Regions from separate parts of the Gossypium arboreum genome. Here regions 2 and 3 are each linked to region 1. Evidence: chromatin contacts called from public Hi-C data. All regions are on one chromosome and are shown on one strand. The core of a region is the stretch at or near the end of the contact, and the rest is flanking DNA. Distances in the headings are between cores, read along the strand shown. Region 1 holds the start of LOC108465591 (protein LOW PHOTOSYNTHETIC EFFICIENCY 1, chloroplastic). Region 2 holds the start of LOC108459254. Region 3 holds the start of LOC108458459.

Region 1 (4,631 bases), core at 977-3,476:
AATAATTGCATTGTATGTGACCACCGTTGGCTCAATACCAGATGATGCCATTTCTTGAAAGACTGCATTAACCATTTTGAAATTTCCTTGTCCAGTGAAAATTGAAGCCATGATTGTATAAGCGTACAAGTTGGGTTTAACACCAACCTTTATCATATGATCCCACACCCTGAGGGCTTCATCATAGAGTTTACCCTTTTCGAGGGCACTGAGCAATGCTCCATACGAGATGATGGTGGGCTTTTCCCCTTGCTCCACCATTCTCCTAAATATCTGCACAGCAGCAGAAGTTTCTGAAGCCTTGGAACATGCCACAAGGACTGCATTCCACTCCCTGCTGCCAGGTTTAAGGCCTTTTTCTTCCATCTTATTAAGCAACCTGACACCCCATCGCCATATTCCTCGTTGTCTGGCCGCTGAAAGTAATATATTAAAGTGAGACACAACCAATTCATAGGACATGTTATTAGGACTTGGTCCCTTGTCTAATAGATCCTCGTATATCTCCAAAGCAGCCCACCACTTCTTAGCCTTCCCCATTACCCAAATCAAATGGTTACACACAGATAAGCTTATCTCTGAAAAGCTTTCTCTAATCCTGCTATAAAGTTCTTTTGCAACAAGATAATGTTCTTCACGGGTACAAGCCCATATAAGGCGCTCATAATCTTCCCTACTAAGTTTAAGCCCAACATTGTCCATATCTCTCAGGAGTTTCAGCACACTGGTGCTCAAATTTTCGTCCTTAACAAGCCACCGCCGCATGACTTGTTGGCAAATACGAACTGTGAATTTCGCAAGCTTAACAAACTCATATTCCCAATTTTCATCCGCATTTCTTCCAATGTCTCCCTTCACATATTTTTCTCTTAATTCAATAAAGAACTTCAAAGCTCCATGCCCATCTTCCATTCTACGATAAGCATATAAGGCAGTAGAATAGGACACCGGCGACGGACTGAAGCCCTTCTCTTGAATTTCCTCAAGAACATTTAGGGCCTTTGTAGCTTCTCCTTGCTCCACATAAATTGCCATCAAAACATTATAAGTAACAATATTGGGAATGATCCCCTCCTCAGCCATATCATCCAAGATTTTCTCCATTTCACCAAATTGTTTGGAGTGTTTCACTGCACCCAATAAGCTGTTGTATATGAAAAGGTTTGGGCCAATGGCTCCACCACTTTCTTTCTTCTTTCTCTTGAGCCACTCAACAAGGGACATTGCAGCATCCATGTATTTGTCCCTTCCAAAACCACTAATCATGCTTGAATGTACTTGGAGAGGCAGTTCACCCATATCTTTGAGAACCTTTCCTATGTCATCTGCAGTTTTAGCAAACTGTAAACTGCGTGCCAGAGCCCGAACATCAATCCTTGCACTCTCCAACTCAGCTTCTCCCTCACTACTAATATCCACTTCCTCACTTCTATCCCCATTGCCATTATCATCATCCTTTGAGTATGATCCTTCTCTCTCAAGTTCATTCCCAGTTTCTTGTTGCTCCAATGCCCAAGCTGATGCAACCAACCCACTAGAAGAACCTCCCTTTGGCTCACAGAAGAGGACAACTTTCAATTGGGAGTAGCAACAGAGGAATTCAAATCTCAAACAACAATTCAAGTTCCTGCAACAAGTCTCACTCCTACTAAATCTTGCATAGCTTGAAAGCAATAAGAAACTATGACCTCTACCGTCAATAAGACTCCATTTTTTCCTGCTTCTAGGTTTAATAGATGCAAAACAGGAAGAATCATGCTCAAAATCCAAATGGGGTACTACCAAAGAGCCACCATGTGATGGCCAGATACTTAAAGCTTGCATTTTTACGAAAAAAGTTTACAAAATTAAGAAATACCCAGAGTTAAAGAAGCAAGGAAATATCTTACTACAATCTCATGATAGATTCATCGGTGCTCCTTAGTCTTTGCAAGTGCTTAGTGACTTCAGTCCTGAACTGACAGGAGTTTCTACAAATTGACATACAATTAAGAATATAAAAATGAAAAACGATGAAAGAACAAGGCTAAGGCATCTGAAAGATGATAGCTTGGGTGGATATAAGTTGGTTGTGTTCTTCTGCTGTGGTCTATTCACAGCCATTCAATTGCAAGGAGAGCTGGAGAGGTGAGGGAGCCAAAAATCAGACAAAAATTCGTCATTGTGTGGCAAGAAAAAGAAAACATGTTTGGGTTTTCTTTGTCATAAATGGGCTAATGTCCAATAAGCACAAGCTTATTCGTATTCTTTTTTTTCATATTTTAAATAAAAACATAAAATTTTAAAAAAATTAATTTTTTTTAAATATAAAAATATTTTAAAATATAAAAAAAAATTCTAAATTTCAATGTTAGCTAAATTGGGCTGGACCAATTGGTTGGATTGAAAATCGGCTAGGGTATCAATCCGATGAGAGATCAAAAATCAGTTGACTCGCAAATCAGTACGGACTAGCTGTACCGAGCTAAGACTCAGTTGAATCAATTTCGAACTAGTCTAACCAATTGGTTCCCAAAATGACTATCCTAACCAGTTCAAAGTAAATAATTTATTAAAAAATAAAAATACTAAAAATTATAAACATTTATTCAACTCACAGTTTAATTGATTTTTTAGCTTGATTCATTTATTTCGCATCGGTTCTTTTGCCAACCAATTTTTTACCTCTCACCGAACCGTTACCCCAGTTGATTCTTAATTCAATAAACATTGAATTTTGAATTTTTTATAGTTTTCTATTTTTGAATTTTAATGAATTTTTATTTTCTTATAGACATTATTATTTAAAAATTATATTTGTTTAAAATGTTATGTTTTTCGTTTAAAATAATAAAAAATTATTTTTTAAATTTATATACTTTAAAAGGTATTAACCAAATTGATAAAAAAATTGTAAATGTTAAGGGCTAAAACATTTAAAAATTTTAAAAATTGATTCATTTGCGAACTGGGCTAAAAAAATAAATTGAACTGGAAATTGAATCGATTTTAATATTTTTTATTTTTAATTATTTATTTGCTTTGAGCCGCTTAGATTAGTCATTTTGGGAACAAACTGGTTAGACCGATTCAAAATTAATTTAATTATCGGTTCAATTGATCTTTTCATGTCAGTTCAATTAGCCCAAACTGGTTCGTGCATTAATCGATTTTTTTACCTGTCACCGAATAGATACACTAATCAGTTCCTAGTGTGGCTGGCCGGTCCGATTAGGTTTGTGTTAGATAACATTGAATTTTGGAATTTTTGTTTATATTTTTAAAATATTTTTTGTTTTTTGTTTTTGAATTTTAAATAATTTTTAATGTTTTTCATAAATTTTTATTTTAAAAATCATCATTTTTAAAAATTTTATGTTTTCATTTAAAATATGAAAAAATAATTTTAAAATTTTCATGTATTTTTAAAGGGTAAGGACCAAATTGACAAAAATTATAAATGTTGAAGGTTAAAAAGTTATTTTACCTTTGATATTACAACGTCAAAATTAAATAAAAAAGTACAAGAACTCAATGTTTCAAAATTAAAGTATAGAGACTAAATATTAAATTTCAAAAAGTACAAGGACCTTTGTGATATTTAAACCTTGAATTTATAAACCTAATAGTCATTTTCTAAAATATTTGTTCTAAAATCTAAATATATTATATTAAACTCAAACTCAAATAATATACTTATTATTACCTAAAGTCAAAATAATTAATTATAACCTAAATCTCATGCCTAAATTTTTTTTTAAACCCAAAACCGAAATATAGTTTATAAAAGTTAAAGTCAAATTCAAAATCTAATTTAATAAAATAATATTTATTAAGAGATTAAATATTTTAATAATATTATATGCTTTGCGGTAATTTCTTAACTCAATGGCAATAACATTATGTTGTAGGCATGAGAGCTTTAATTTGTTTTAAGCAGCCTCATTTCCTTATTTTATTATTAAAAAATATTTTTCTATTACTAGTTATAAATATGTATTGTAATATACTAAATTAAACATAATTATTGATACTATATCTTTTATTATAATTTTATAATATAATAATAGTTATATATATATATATTAATAGTTTGTCATAATTATATACTATAATATTATACTATATAATAGTATATCATCTATTATAGTTAGCTATTAAAACCAATCAAATTAAATCAATTCAAGCAAACCGTTAATAAATTCAATTTTGATTTTGGATAAATTAATAATTATATATTTTAATATTTTTAAAATATATTATTACATTATGTAAAACTATATCATATACTATAATAGTAATACAAATATATTAATTATTTATTATATTAGTTGAAATATGCAATAAGTTCCTATACTTTTCTTAAAATTGAAAGTTAGCCTCCGATATTATATAATGGTATATCATCTCATCTCATATATAATAATAGTTTTATATATGCATTAATGATTAAGCATTATAATATTATATAACACTATATCTTTTATTATAGTTTATTATATAATAATAGTTATATATGTGTATTAATGGTTTTAGTAGTTAAATATTATGGGAGGAATCTACTCACACCTATGTAAAACTAAAATAGCTTTACACCCTTTCATATCTTTTGTATGATTAATATTTTAATGGTCCAACTGTCACATTTTATT
Region 2 (4,631 bases), core at 1,513-4,012, 240 kb before region 1:
TTATTTACACTCTGATTTTGGTAAGGTTTGATCTCACTAATGCTAAGGAGGACCAGTTAAAAATAGGCATGTTTGGTTCACATTGCATGTAATTTTCATGCTACACATCGATACTTGATCTATGTCATTTGGTTATGTTAATAAATGTGATCAATGATGGATTTAGTTATTGTATATGTAATGAAAGTCGCATTGGTTCTATGTTAACATAATTAATGGACGAATTATTCGGAATAACTTTTGGATATGATAGTAAAGTTTTGAGTTCAAAAGGTTATATAATGACATGTAATTATATAGTAATTAATATATATATGGTCTAAGTGGGAGATTGTTGGAAAATATAGGCATCACATATATAATAATAGTAATTATATGTTATTATTTACTATCGTAAAAGATTAACCCAAATTTTGTATATATTCTAATAACTAATTTCTAATTGATGATGGATGATTAAAATTAGGGTTATGCAAAAGTTATATTTTAGCATTATACTTCTCAAATTACATATATGTAACTTTTCTAATATCACATTTTTAGAAAAGGAAGAGTTACTTTCTCGAATTACTTGTATACTAATTTGAAAGATTAAAATTATAAGATTAAAATTTCAAAAATCAAATACATTTTCGCATTTAATTTTACTTTTATAATTTGATTAATAAAAATTATATTAAATCTTGTTTTTACGATGGTATAAGCAGATTGCGCTCATGTGCTGTGCATTAGTGGCTTTTACATATCTTGGTGATGACCTTTTTTGCTGGAAATCGAAAAAGCAGCCAACTGTTAGCCGCCCTATTTCTAAACAGCCCTTGCCCCTATCCCTTATCAAAAGGAGGGAAAAAAAAAAAAAGCTACGAATTTTATTTCTTATATCCTTTTATTTGTTTTGAACCTTTCAGACAAGTACAGATCAAAACCATTAGCATTTATATAGAAGAATTATTCTGTACTTTTGGTAGAGACTAACTGAGGTTGACAAATTATAACTTGCGTGTATGAATAAAAAATAAACCAAACTTTTGCTCCTATATTAATCTCTCTTTTTTTTTTTTTTTTGAAAAATCCTTTATTAATCTTTCAAATGGTTGTGAAAGGGATGCCCTTGATTAATAAATTTTGGTCCAACCCACAACACTGGATAAAATATTAAAATACAAAGCATAATTATTTAAAATTAATAATGACATATGGGAAATGGATCATCAAATTTCCCCAACCAAACACCAGCCTTCTTCTTCCAATTCACGATCCAAAACAAACTTCATATCATCAACATCAACACCTTCATGTTTCTCATCATCATCTTCAGTCTTACCTTCATGATTTTCTACCTCTTCTTGAGATTGAGAACTCGCTTTTAAACCATCATTAACTACATGACATTGATCATCATCATCATCATTATCATAACCTTCATAGTCACTAGATAAATGGTCCAACATCCTTGCTGCTGAAAACCCTGAAAAATTCAAACCAGGCCTTTTATCAACCACTTTCCAGGTGACCAACCTATAGTTTGTGGCCATATCATTTGACCTAAACTTATGAGTACCCTTTGCCTTATCCTTGGACTTAAAAGCCGGGTGCATGTGACACCCTAGGCACCGAGGCCTACCGCATCGTCCGGTAAACTTGGAATGGTTAGTAGGCTCCACAGGAACTTTGGTGAACAACCCGGCTGTTGTAGGTGAATTGACCTGTTGAACGAACCGGGGTTCAGGTCTCGGATTCCATGGAGACGGGAGGACCCTGTACGTCCTAACCATACCATGTTGACGACCTTCCCTCTTCATTTTTGGTAAGAAAGTGATTGTGGGCTAAAAGGAATGATAATGGATGAGGATAAACGTGGTTTGTGACTCTTTTTATATGTTTTGGATTTTGAAGGGACAAAGCTTGGGAAGCAAGGACTTCAAAATTCGGTCGAAGCTACGTGTGGAGAAAGCTTATAACAATAATTGATCAGTGACAGCTGAATATAATAAATTAAACAAATTGGTAAACTTGGCAAACAAGGTGTTGGAATTAGTTGCTTTCTTTGACTAAGTTGCTGCTGCCTTTTTTTTCTATATATATTAAAAAGAAGTCAACATTCCCTTTTTGGTTTAATTCTTCTATTAGTCCGTATACTATGTGAAAGTTCTGAATTTAGTTTCTATACTTTAATTTAGTCATTTTTAGTCTCTGTACTTTTATAATTTTAAATTTTAGTCCTAATCAAATGGTAGCTATTAAATTCATTAAGTAAAATTCTACTATTTCTAAAATTGATGCAACAAACATATTATCAATTGTGTAATACAATACCATGTTTCCTTGCTATTTCTATATATTACTAAAAAATGAGTTATTAAATTTAATGATTGTCGCTTGTATTAAAATTGAAAATATGAAATTTAGAAAATATAATGACTAAGAATGATTCAGTTAGAGAATACATACTAAATCTACAACAACACGTGTAATATAATATTGGTAAAAGTATTTAACTAAATAAATTTAACTGTTATCGTTTAGTCAAGTCTAACATTTTAAAATTCAAAAACTATAAAACATAAATTGACAAATTTTAAAAATACAAAACTAAAATTAATTAAATTAAACTTTAGAAACTGAATATACCCAAACAATCCAAAATCTAGAATTTAGCCCAGTTAAACTAGGGAGTTTTAGGCCTCTTTCAAACTTACCCACCACCATTCAGCACCCGTAAACGAATTAATGAGGCCTCAGCTCAAAGCCCATTCGACGTTTTTCTCTGGCTTTTCGCCCCCTTGCTTCAATGGAAAAAAACCCTATAGCAAAGCTCTAGAACCAACCCCCCGGGTATTTTCTCAGGAAAAAAGAATCGATGGCCGCTTCTCTTTTAAACAAAGCATTAAAACCCATTAAACATCCCAACTTCCTCTCGGCCCTCCGTTCTCTAAATTTCAGTTCTATCGCCACCGCCCATGGCAACCCCTCCGACGGTCCATCTTCTTCTTCCTTCGCATTCGACAACGCCAATAACAACAAAGAGAAAGACGATAATAGTATATACATAAAGCCACCGACTTCAAATGCGAGCACCGAAAAGACGACGTCGGTGACGATGCCGATGTCGTTCATGACTGGATCGATAGTTGGGAAGAGATTCTATGAGAAAGTTACTACGAGAGAGTCTGATGATGGAGTTGGATGGACTGTTATGCTTGATTATAGGACTCTTAAAACCCCTTCTAAAAGGCCTCTCAAGTTACCCACTTTGGCTCTTGCTAAGGCCATTGCTGCTGAATGGGAATATCAGGTAGATCATTTTTCTCTTCTTTTTTAATTAACTGTAATTCTTTATTTTGTTTTATAAAATTTGGGGCTTTCCTTTTGAGATTGAGTTTGTTGCTAGCTTAGTCTTAGTCTTTGCATTGGGTGTCTTTGGATTTTTGTTATGTGGTATGACTTGATCTTGTCTGAATTGGGTGTCGTTTGATGAATGGTAACTTCAGAATGTGGATAGGGTGAATCCAAAAGATGTAGTCTATATGTTTTAGTTGATCATCTTAGGTCCAATTGTGAAGTATTGTACAAAGTCGGTTCCGTGAGTTTTTTAATGACTAATAAGATGTTAATTGTTTTTAGCAAACAGATGGAATCAGACCCTTTACGATGCCATTGATGAAACTTGCTTGCACGGCACTGGAAAGAGTTCCTCTCACACGCAAGAAGATCATTGAACATCTGATGAAGAAATTTGATCAGGACTTAGTGTTCTGTCGTGCACCAGAGGATAACACTTTGACGGCTGGTGTTCATGGTGTGTAGGTTATTTCATACTTTGACTGTATCATATCGTACTTTGATACTGAATCATCAGGCATGTGCTTGATGGAAAACCAAATTCCTTTTCGTTTTGTCTCATGATTATATTATTGATTCAGTGTGAACACCAAAATGCAATAATATCTGGCATTGTGGCTTTTTTTTTTTTTTTTTTTTGCAGCAAGGCAAGTTGAGAAAGTTGATCCTTTACTTTCTTGGTTAAATTCTGAATTTGGCTTTCAGCCTATTGTGTACTCTAGCTTCTTTGGTGGGAAGCAAGGGGAAGGTCTCTCAAAGGCTGTTGAAAACCTTCTGAAGAAGACAGATGACTGTGAATTGGCAGCAATTGATGCCCTTGCAGCTGCGGCACATTCATTGGTTATTGCTCTAGGAATTTTTCGTGGTAAATTGCAGATTGAGGAAGCAATCGAGTTGATTAGACTTGAGGAAGATTTGCAGGTTCTTTTCATTTCAGTAAAATCTATTATGCTAACACATGCATATGCATGTATATATCATGTAACTTGAGACATCTCTTGTATATTTGTAGGTGGATAAATGGGGTTTAGTAGAAGGTGGGCATGACGTTGACATTGCTGACCTCAAGGTACAAATCTCATCAGCAACCGTGTTCCTTGGTCTTTCTAGGAAGAACTTTTTTCATTGAGGAACCTCGAGGCTACGAAAGCTTTTTTTTTTTTACTATAAATTCGTATCTCCTAATGTGATACTAAGTGTTGTAAGATTGATGATTTTATTGAAATAAATTAATAATTGAATACGAACGAATTTAAGTGCCTGCCTTTCATCGACTTGTGGTATTTCTA
Region 3 (4,631 bases), core at 1,053-3,552, 190 kb before region 1:
TATCCCGATCACTCTACTTCCTTTGGTCAACTTGGCCTCTTCAATGTCTTTTGAGGTTATCAGCCTTTCAGAAACCATTTTTTCCCCATGGCGCCGGCACTCCTTAAATAAGCCCTCAAGTAGCTATATAATCATAAACAAACTCTTTTAGCAACCAATTACTGTAAGATATGAATATCTTCAAATTTTAGTATCAGATGCATGAAACAAAATGCAGGGTCTATTCCAAATGGAAAACAGATAATTCACCTCGAGTGGCTTCAAATCAATCCTTGTATTCGTAAGTGAATCCATACGAGCAGGAGGATGAGGTTTCAAGGAGTCAGATTCCGATAATGAGCCTGCATTAGAGATGGGCTCCTTTAGGTTTTGGCGATACTTAGGCCTGTTTATAAAAGAAAACCTGTAAAAATTTGTCCTGTTGTTATATATAATAGTGATAAGTTATTAGAGTGCCAAATAAAACCTGGCAAAGCAAGATCCTTCAGGCATGTCAAGGACATCATTGCTGTATTCGTCGTATATGGACAACGAAGCAATAATGTAACAAATTCCGAACCAAAATGAGGATTCCTGAAATAAGAAAAACCCACAAAATCGAGTTATATGTTGAACGGAAATATGGACAAGGAAGACAAAAGCTATGTAGAAGATATTAACCTGATAAACAATCACCCCTGCGTAGGCACCGAGGAAGATGCTGGAGACCATGGATCCCAACACTGCCCCGACCGTAGCCAGTGGCCAAAGTAAGATAGCAAGGCCTGCAAATGGTACGCATATAGTCTCCAAGAAAGGGCCTTCTCGACCTATAAGGTCATGAAATAATCGATGCCACCCCTTAAAGAGCATGTAAGGACTTTTACATAGGGCAATGAGCGAAATCACAGGAAAATCTACTATGAAACCAAGCACTGCAGTTATAAGCGCTGGTGGAAGATAAAGAAATCTGCATATGATGATCATAGAAAAGTCAGTTGAAACATAAGTAATTCTTTTGAACATGAAACCAACATGAGCAAGAACCGCATATCTACCTAATCTCGTAGTATTTTCCATTTGGAGGCCCTTTCTGTCGCAGGTCTTCCATTAACGAGACATAGGAATGGAAACAAACATCATAGAAATCCCTGACTACAGTGAAGCTGCCACTGATAGAGCTCAGTGTGCCATCCTGGAAACAAATCGATATTAGTCTCCCTTTCATGATACAAGAACAAGAGATGTTAATCTATGAAAAAAATTTATATTATCGGAACACGGATGCTTAAGACATACATAAAAACAATGGACAAACACATTGGTCTTTCCTTTTCCTACAGCATCAAAAGTAGCAAATATCGGTGAAAGAAAGCCGTACAATAAACCCCCTATGCTACTTCCAACAATGCCAACGACGACCCATAATATCAAGACAACCGGTAGGAATACGCAAATAAAGACCTTCAGAAATGGTCCTAATAGTTTAGTTCTGCTCAATAAAGAGATAAACAGAGTAAGAAACCGAATAAAATAATATGGAGGCAAAGCAAATGGGAAAGTCAGGGGGCAAGAAAATCACCTCACAATGCTATAACAGGTCCAGTAACCATGAAATGGCAAAAGCCCTAATATGATGGATGAGTTTCCGATTGTAATAATAAGACATATCAGTGGGCAGAAAACGATTCCTGAATGTATAATGCAGTGCAAGATTTCAATTCTTTAGTTGGATACAAAAACAAAAACATAACCAATTTGAATGTATTTCCTTAAACTGCATGTCCTAAAAACAACATAAAAACAGATTTAAATCACTCACCTTTAATTGTGCCTAACAGTAGCAAGCCAAAGAAGTAAGGTAGAAAGCATATAAAGTTCCATAAAGTAGCCAAAAACCCCTTTGGAGCCTCCATATTTTCTCCAGATCTCAACACTGTTTAAACTGTCCTAGTCCACTATAACCAATTTGCCTCAAAACCCAACATCAAAAACTTCCAAAAAAAAAAATTAAGTATAGTTTATCTCGGTAGCTGGCTCCAAATCACAATGGGACTGCCAAAATATTTGAGAGTCTGGGACCCTTGGTTTGATAAAAGCTTAAAGCTTTGAATGTAAAACTATTTGAAAAATATCACATGGGATGTGCAGATTAAGAGCATATTTGACAGTTGATAAATCAGTCAATAAGCTTGGAATAAGCAAAGAAATGTTTAGCTTTGTTTTTTTTGTTTTTTTTCAACTAAAATTTCCCCGGGGAGGGGGTGGGGAGGGGGTTGGCCTGAAATGGAAGTTAAGCAATCTTGAGATACTGTGCCTCCATTTGAATCAGACAAAATAATTGGAAAACAATGTCAAAACTAATAAAGAATCTAAATTTAGGTCGTGGGAAACATTAAAAAAAAAAAAGGCCATGGCAATATCCTTGTAAAACTTTTGGTTTGGTTTTAACAGCAAACCTAACTTTATAGTTGAATGTCACCCTTGTTCATCACCATGCCACGTAGGAAAGTAATTGCATGGGCTGACGCGTGATTAAAAGTGCGCGTGGTGTCTAATAATTGACCTTTGTGTCTCAAACCTTGGTCCGTGTGTTGTCGGCATCTTGATCGTTGCTGTTCGAAAATTATTAAAATATGTTTTAAGAGAAAGAGACTGTTCTTCTTTCATTCAACCAAAAAAAAAAAAAAAAATTAAGTGCTCTCTGATTATTACTTAATAAAATATGACAAGCGGAATGGATACTTTTTCTTTTTTTCTATTAACACTTTACATTTTAAAAAACTTTCCTTTCAATTTTCATAAAATGCTATTCCTTATATTTTACATTTAACATTTTAAAACATTAAAGCAAAGGAAAAAAAAAAAGCTTAAACACGTTTTAATGCAAAACATATGTAAATTATGCATGTAATTCAAAAGGTTTCAGATGCGATTAAACTTTATTTGATTCCTACACGATTTTGCGAATAATCAAAATTTCAATACATTTTGTTAGGATTATACGTCAATAAAAGAATATCCAGCCTAATTAGAAAATAACAAATATTTCATTATTTCCCCTTTCTAGTTGGAGAAATCATAGTTTGGGATTCCGAACTCTTTTTTTGAGGAAAAGATTTCGATTTATTTTTTTAGAAAATTTCTCTTTTTTTCTTTAAAAACAATTTATTTAAAAAAAAAAAAGGATTAGTGGTCCATTATCTACCATGACAAAGAATCCTATTACTCATCCTTCCGCTTCTTTTTTTTGTTCTTTTTTCGTGGTCACTGGGTTGATTCGTTATGATATTGTTTTTAACATCTTTTATGCAATACGTTCATTAAAAGTTATAATATTTAATAGTTTAATAGAAATAAAATATTAAAAAAAGTTTAAATTTTCAAATAAACAAGTTTTCTCTCAAGTAACCAACTGGCTAATTGACTTGATTTACATCCCAAACTGGGAAAAGACATGAATTTTGGTTTCTCAAATGGTTTCTTTGCCACGTTGTTTTATCTTTTAAAACAAAAATCAACGTTCTATAACTTGCACACTTCAAATAATAGAAAAAGTTTGGCCATGGAAAGGGTGAAAGAGTTGCTTGGAGTGGAGTATGAAAAAAGGATCTAACATTCCATCAACTAAATTTTCCACTACTAATAAGGCTGGAAGTAGACATTTGGTTTGTTTTTATTATATGGTAATTATGTTTGAAGTATTCTATAATATTATAAATTTAAGATTTTTTATGTATTTAGTTGAGATTTTTTACTTGCAATTTAATTGAAAATTTTTTTGGTTGGGAAGAACAAGACCTATGATTGTGGGAGATAAAAACAAGTTTGAAAGGTGAGTGGATTAGCAGAGGAAAAGGGATAGTGGGGGAGAGAGAATCAGAGTAGGTGGAAGGATGGGAGAACGGTAGTAAGAGAAGAAAGAGTAGTGAATGATGAAAAATAACAACTCCGTTATGTCTATAATGAAAAATAGTTAGTGATAACTGTTTATTATTTTTAAAAATTTAGTTATTAAGTTGAAAATTAAGTAATTCTTTTATTATTGAAATTAAAGCTGACTGAGAGTTAGTGTACTTTACCATTTAAAATATTTCATAATTATATAAAACTTAACGCAACACATTCATATATTGATATAATTTTTTTTCTTTGTTAAAAGATAGAAAAAGATACACCTAAGATTTTCAAGCAACCTTAATACAGTAGCTTTCGTAACTTAAATAAACTTATATGTTGTCATAATGTGGTTCCCAATCTTATCATCATTTATTTATCATTTTTGTTGTTTTTTATTTATTATATACTGTTTTTTGTAAATACTTCTATAACTACATATTAGAAATTCTATTACACGTATAAATATATATACATCATACATTTAAAATAACATATAATATATAATAAAATATGTAGTTCAAAACTAATTAATAGTAACACATGTAATATTTATGGTATTAGAATGAAATTTGATATTTAATCTATATGCTTTAATTGTTGACATAATTGGATCAATCTACTTTTATAATATCATTCATTAGTCTAAAGTTAATATTGTTAATTAATTTAATAAAATGTCTTACATTAATTTTTCTTAAGAACAGGACTATTTCAACAAAAAATTATTTTAACATGACGAGTTAAAATAGGTA

Evidence for each region. Hi-C and Micro-C count contacts between places; a contact is called where the count stands out from the background.
Region 2: a Hi-C map of leaf shows a contact between it and region 1, with 4 times the contacts expected there. The contact joins the promoter of LOC108459254 here to the promoter of LOC108465591 in region 1. A contact is called at or near these places in 2 of 5 Hi-C or Micro-C datasets (both in leaf).
Region 3: a contact with region 1 is called in a Hi-C map of leaf, with 3 times the contacts expected there. The contact joins the promoter of LOC108458459 here to the promoter of LOC108465591 in region 1. A contact is called at or near these places in 3 of 5 Hi-C or Micro-C datasets (all in leaf).

The regions. Positions count from the first base shown.
Region 1 is chr4:25,564,384-25,569,014 of ASM2569848v2, forward strand. It overlaps LOC108465591 (protein LOW PHOTOSYNTHETIC EFFICIENCY 1, chloroplastic), which reads right to left and starts at 2,227. Exons shown (of 1, transcript XM_017765957.2): 1 at 1-2,227. The coding sequence starts at 1,824.
Region 2 is chr4:25,328,687-25,333,317 of ASM2569848v2, forward strand. It overlaps LOC108459254, which reads left to right and starts at 2,763. Exons shown (of 4, transcript XM_017758600.2): 1 at 2,763-3,295; 2 at 3,625-3,799; 3 at 3,986-4,263; 4 at 4,355-4,593. The coding sequence starts at 2,861. The coding sequence ends at 4,471. LOC108459967 reads right to left here and starts at 1,931. Exons shown (of 1, transcript XM_017759361.2): 1 at 1,075-1,931. The coding sequence starts at 1,802. The coding sequence ends at 1,212.
Region 3 is chr4:25,374,980-25,379,610 of ASM2569848v2, forward strand. LOC108458459 reads right to left here and starts at 2,303. Exons shown (of 10, transcript XM_017757868.2): 1 at 1,802-2,303; 2 at 1,562-1,670; 3 at 1,279-1,471; 4 at 1,038-1,174; 5 at 661-949; 6 at 467-573; 7 at 250-385; 8 at 1-123. The coding sequence starts at 1,895.